Regions from separate parts of the Mus musculus genome. Here region 1 is linked to region 2. The links are chromatin contacts, called in public HiChIP or PLAC-seq maps. All regions are on one chromosome and are shown on one strand. Each heading gives the region's core, a stretch centred on a gene start, on an enhancer-like site or on the middle of the called end of the contact. The rest is flanking DNA. Distances are from core to core; before and after follow the strand shown. Region 1 has its middle 25 kb from the start of Cyp26b1. Region 2 has its middle 110 kb from the start of Gm10445.

What was found. HiChIP or PLAC-seq counts read pairs in DNA pulled down with a chosen protein or histone mark.
Region 1: a contact with region 2 is called in an HNF4G HiChIP or PLAC-seq map of pancreatic cancer cells. The contact joins two enhancer-like sites. A contact is called at or near these places in 2 of 484 Hi-C or Micro-C datasets (haploid embryonic stem cells and pre-hematopoietic stem cells) and 2 of 115 datasets of contacts at active chromatin or transcription factors (embryonic stem cells and pancreatic cancer cells).

The regions. Positions count from the first base shown.
Region 1 is chr6:84,567,379-84,570,078 of GRCm38.p6, forward strand. No RefSeq gene overlaps it. Among named protein-coding and RNA genes, the nearest start is that of Cyp26b1, 25 kb to the right of the region's middle. Within about 2 kb of position 1,418, at least 36 of the 459 cell types and tissues checked have an H3K27ac peak or open chromatin away from gene starts, as enhancers often do. A contact at or near this core is called in pancreatic cancer cells, where this site is marked.
Region 2 is chr6:84,314,109-84,316,808 of GRCm38.p6, forward strand. No RefSeq gene overlaps it. Among named protein-coding and RNA genes, the nearest start is that of Gm10445, 110 kb to the right of the region's middle. Within about 2 kb of position 1,258, at least 36 of the 459 cell types and tissues checked have an H3K27ac peak or open chromatin away from gene starts, as enhancers often do. A contact at or near this core is called in pancreatic cancer cells, where this site is marked.

The sequences.
Region 1 (2,700 bases), core at 168-2,667, 250 kb after region 2:
ATAGGTCTCTGTGAGTTCAAGGCCAGCCTGGTCTGTATAGCAAGTTCCAGATCAGCCAGGGATAGAGAGGGAAAACTTGTCTTCAAAATAAAAAATAAGGTGGATGGTTCCTAGGAACCACACTTGAGACTGACCACACAGACACACACATCTGCGCACATGTGCACCTATACACACATGCACACTATCTCTCACATTCTGCTGTTAGGGCCCAAACCTGCTAAATCTCCTCAGAACCTCTTTGGCGGGCTGTGGAAGCCAAGAACTCACTCCTTCAGGCTGGAACACACGCAAAACAAGGCCTCTCGGAGCCACTCTAGATCCCAGGCTGAGACCCCATGTTCTCCAAGGCTGCCTGGGCCAGACTCAGTCCCAGGCACTAGTCCAAGGCTAACATTTACTATCTCTCATCAATGGCTCTGCTCTGCCATCCCCTGCCATCCCGGGGGTACTGTTATTAGGACAGGAGCTCTGTGTGGCCCTGGGCCTGATGCCAACAAGGCCTTGGAGATGGCAGAGCCGGGGATGCCTGTGGGGTAGGTCACTCTCTGAGGACCGTGAAAGCTGTCACTCTCTAAAAGCTGCCTGCCAACTACAGCATCTGCACAGGGCATTAGCAGAGTGGGGATTCTCACAGAGACACGGCTCCAGGCCAGATTGCTCATTCTTTCTCTTTGCTTAAGCTTTGTATGTGTGTGCATGTGTGTGTGTGTGTGTGTGCATGCGTGTGTATGTGTGTGCATGCGTGTGTGCATGTGCTTGTGAAGCAACCAACCTATGGTCACACATGTGCGAAGATAAATGTAAGCCTGGGGCGTGGTGTTTGTTCCAGCCTCTTCAAGCATGGACCCTGTTGTAATTGAAAAGTAAACATGAAGGCAATAGCCACACTGCATTGCTAGAATCCAGAAGAGGTGCTGTCACCATGGGAGCGCTTGTGTATAAACTGTGACCTTAATCTTTACACGGTGGTACACACCCTGGGTGAATCCTTAGGAATATACTTCGATTCACATCATGGAGGTCAGCAAGATGACTCAGTAGGTAAAGAGATTGCCACAAAGTCTCCTGACCTGAGTCATTCCCCATTCTGGTGACCCACATGGTAGAAGAAAAGAAGTGACTACAAATTGTCCTCTGACTCTCGCGTGTACACTTGAAAAATATAGATTAAATAATTTTAAAATCACACAAATGTGTGTGCATATTAAAGCTTCAATTCCCCAGAACTGCCAAAATTACCATCATATACATACATATGTATGCAAATGCATATGTCTGTATGTGTGCCTCCTATTTCACATCCAGTCTCTACGGTGGCTCAGCCTTCTCCTTGGGCTCCTCCACCCTGCTCTCCCCACACCAGTGTGAGCCACTCACAGCGCTGCTATAGAGTTTCAAACAGAATCCTAAGGAAGCTGGGCAGAAACCTGGCCCCCAGAGTGCACGCCTGCGCAGCCCCTCCCCTGGGGTGTGAAAGGGACTCTTAAGACAGAATCCACGGTGACGATGTTCTCAGCAATGTAAAAGGAAGTAATGTCCCTAACCTGTTAATTTAGGTTGAGCGTTTTTCCTGAAGAAAGAGAGAAGGGAAGAAGGAAGGTGGGAGGGAAGACAGGCAAGCAGGAAGTACTTTGGCATAACCAGAGATCTCAAGGCCAGAGACAGGCTCGGGAGAGACACCTCCGTTAGCCCACAGGAAGCAACTGCCTCGGTGCAGTGCTATGTGGTAAGTCAGGAGGTGGCCTTTAAGACCAAGAACTTGAATCTTGCCACTGACCTGCTCTGGCCTCTGCTTCAGGCTGTCTGTCATGTACTGCCAACTGTCCCTACTCTGGGGCACCAGTTGGAAGAAGTCAGATACCTGGCCAGGGGTTGGTACATGACTCAAAGTGAGCCAATTAGGGTCCTTGCTCAAGTGGGGGTAGAGAGCCTGAGGCCTTCTGAGGGTATCAGCTCATAGTGAGATCCCCAGGATACACCCCAGGACCACCAGTCACCACCTGCCCTACTTACCTTATCTCACCAAGCCAGGGTCCCAGAGCAAGATATTTTGAGAAGGAAGGGCCTAGAAAACCTAGCCAGATCAATCAAGAAGAGCTGTTATGGGTGCAGCCCAGGACTCCAGCCTTCCAAACTACCCCTATTCCCTCCCAGGTTAGACAGCACCCTGTCCACACAGCCAGAATGAAGAGCTAGGAGGCCCAGGAGATAGCAGAGCCAGTGCAAGGTGGGCCAGCTCAGCCTCTTCTGGGGGACATGGAGTTGGAGGGGAGAAAGCTATGGGAAGAAAGGCCCCAGACTGCTCATTATTGTCCCAAGACCAGAGCCTAGAGCCTCAGCCAGGCATGAAGCCTGCTTTTGATGTCTCCTCCTCTGTCTCTCTCCTACCCTTTCCCCTCCCCCTCTTCCTCTTTTTGTTCCTGCCTGCTCCCTTTACTCCCTCCCCTGACTTGCCCCTTCCCTTTCTCTGTCTCCCTCCTTCCCTCCCAACCTTCAGGCATAGCTGGCTGCCTCTCACAGCTCACCCTGCTGGCCCTGAGGTCCTGGGCAGCCAAGCCCAGCCAAGGCCAAGGCAATTTTGGGAAAGGGCTGGAAGATGTCTGAATGTGGATCTTCTAAGTTCTCTCCAAACTGGTGCCCCAGTCCAGGGACAAACAGTGTCCCTGTTTATCTGTCCAGTGTCTGTATGCTCCTTTC
Region 2 (2,700 bases), core at 8-2,507:
TAGGAAACCTCCAAGACTTAAGCTCCCAGCCTCCAACGTGGCTCCCCATCTCCTCTTCCCTGATCCTGACTCTCTGACCTCCCACCCCACCCCTCACTGGCACTTCCAAGATTCTGCCTTACTCTCCCTTGCTTTGGTCCAAGTTCCCTCTTCAGTGCCACTCCTTCTGTCTCCCCACCTGTACCCCAGACCTCTTATTGATGCTGTCCATATCTTCTGAGCTGAAAGGGCAGCTGGATACCAACCTTACAGGTAGCATCTACTCATACACAGTATGGGAAGATGGGGAAGGAAGGTGCAGCTTGTGGTAAGATTGGGAATATGGTAGCTTGGCCATACTAGTATGTTTTGCTTGTGTGACCAGGACTCAGAGTCTGAGTTTGTTCAAGGTTAACTGGATTGGCTATCTGAACAAGGAAAGACACTTCCTACCAGAGTGCTCTAAATGCGTTCCACTGGCAACCTGAGATGTGTAAGATGGGATGCTTGTACTTAAGGGGTGTGGAGTCAGGGTGGGGGAGGTGTCTCTGATATTGTTCCAAGTAGCAGTTGGAGCCTGTGGTTGGGCAGCAGATTTGTCTGATATGAAGTGGAAAAAAAGTGCCAAATATTAGGTTCAAGACGATGAGGCAACGTTGGGGTCGGGAGAAGGTGAGGGGTGGGTCAAGTAAACAAGTGTAGGGGCAGTCTGTGAGGTTATTACAAGCCCCCTAGGGGGAATCTGAAGGGAAGCTTAGAACTACAGAGCTGGAGCCCAGTGAGAGCTGCATTCCTCAAGAGTTCTGCTTTGAGACTCAGAACCTGGGCTTCTCCTTATTACCCCAGCTCAGAATTTGTACCTGCCATGCCTATCTTCAGGAGACATATATTCTGGTAGTAAGGACTCTCAGTAGAGTGACTATAGAGAGCTGAGGGGGCTTAGCTCAGAACTTCCAGTGACCGCTTCAGAGTCTCTGGGGCAGCAGTCTCCGGCAAGGTACCAGTGACCTGTTACTGCTGACTGCCCCATGGTAGTCTCTAGCTCTGGTAGAAGCTGTTAGCACTGATGGGGAATGCTTCCTCTCTGGGGAAGGAGGAGTGGCTGTCCCAGGTCTCAACCAGCCACCTCCATCTCCAAACAGCAGCAGCCGGGTGGCTGGGGGAGAGGGTCCAAGAGCTTGCTACCCATTATCACCTCTCTGTGGGCCCTGCCCTTGAGGCCTGTCCCTGCTGCCACCTCTGGGTCTGTGTTTCTGATTAGCGGGCCCAGCTGGGCGACATTAGTTGCATTTTTCCAGGATGAATCTTGGTTGTGACTTCCTGCCATGGGTCAGAACCAGCTGCTTGCCTCTGCTGCCTGCTTTTTGTGCTACACCAAACACCCTTATTCCCAGGAGGGCATGGGCTCAGGGTGCAGTCTCCTGGAGTGGGGAGACTCTACTCGCCCAGCAGAGTCTGGTATCCCTTCCCTATGTGTCTTGTTTAGGAGGCTGATTAGGACCCAGACCTTGGGACAGTTGCTAGCCGCTGGATAGGGACACAGTAGAATCAGGAAAGGCTCCAAGGTCAAGGGCATAATCTGACTCTGAGGAGACTACACTTCCTCCATGAAACCACAGACTCCACACCAAGTACCCCAGCTCTCTTCCTTCTGCTTTCTGGTGCTCTCGAGGAAAGGGAAGATGGTGTTTAACCACGGGATAGTGAGCTTCCTTTCCAACAGCTGTGTAATTATAAGCATAAGAGAGAAAGTCTTTACATTCAATATGAGCTGAAACATTTGTGGGGTCTTCAGACCCCTTAGTATGGTGGACGTCACCTGGGTAATCCTCACAGTTTTTCCTCAGGAACACATGCAGGCCTGAGTGACAGTGGGCCCAAAACCAGTGCGAAGCCCACTTAGTTCCCTGGGCATTGGTTCAATTGTCTTGTCTTGAACCCAATCAAATTCTGAGGGCCTCAGCCCTCAGCAACCAGCCCGGTGGTGCCTCTCTTTGTCTCTCCACTGGTGCCCCATTGACACCCTACTTCTTACAATTCATTCCTTGCTTCTTAGCCCATCCCCACCCATGGCTCACACTGTGGACAGGGACAGGGCTTTGATGCACAAAGCTCTCTGAGACCTCACGATGCTGTCTACATTCTGAGTATGACATCCATAGACAGCAGCCCACTTCTACATTCCTACAGTCTGAGCATGGAGAACTCTGGCACGTTGCTGGGATGAGCATGCACAAGAATTCAAGCTGTAGATTTTATGGGGGAGGCTTTGGAGTCCTCAGGAAGTTGAGGGGACTGACTTGGTGTGGGGACAAGAACGCGGAACTATCCCTGGGGAGGAAACCCTGTGCCTCAGAGTAACAGGCAGTTGAAATTCTGAGCTGAGAAAAGATGTATGCAGACATGCTGGGTGTCACACACCTGGGGGTAGGGGGAGGGCTCAGGCTCTGGTTATGGGCAGGAGCCACCGGGAGAGCATCAGATGCTGCTATGAGCCTAGGGCTACCATAACTGGATTTTGCTGGGCCACTGTAGAATATAAGGTTCCCATCCCATAGTCCTTGCAAGAAGTCTCTGCCTTCTGCTGACCCCCCAAGATGAGCACATTCTCTCTAAATGTCCCCAGAGGATTCCCTAGTCCTCTGAGGTGTATAAATGGGGCAGGAGACAGAGTTCCTGTCCTGGAAACTCCTGTCCTGGTGGAGAAAGTGTTGTCTTTTT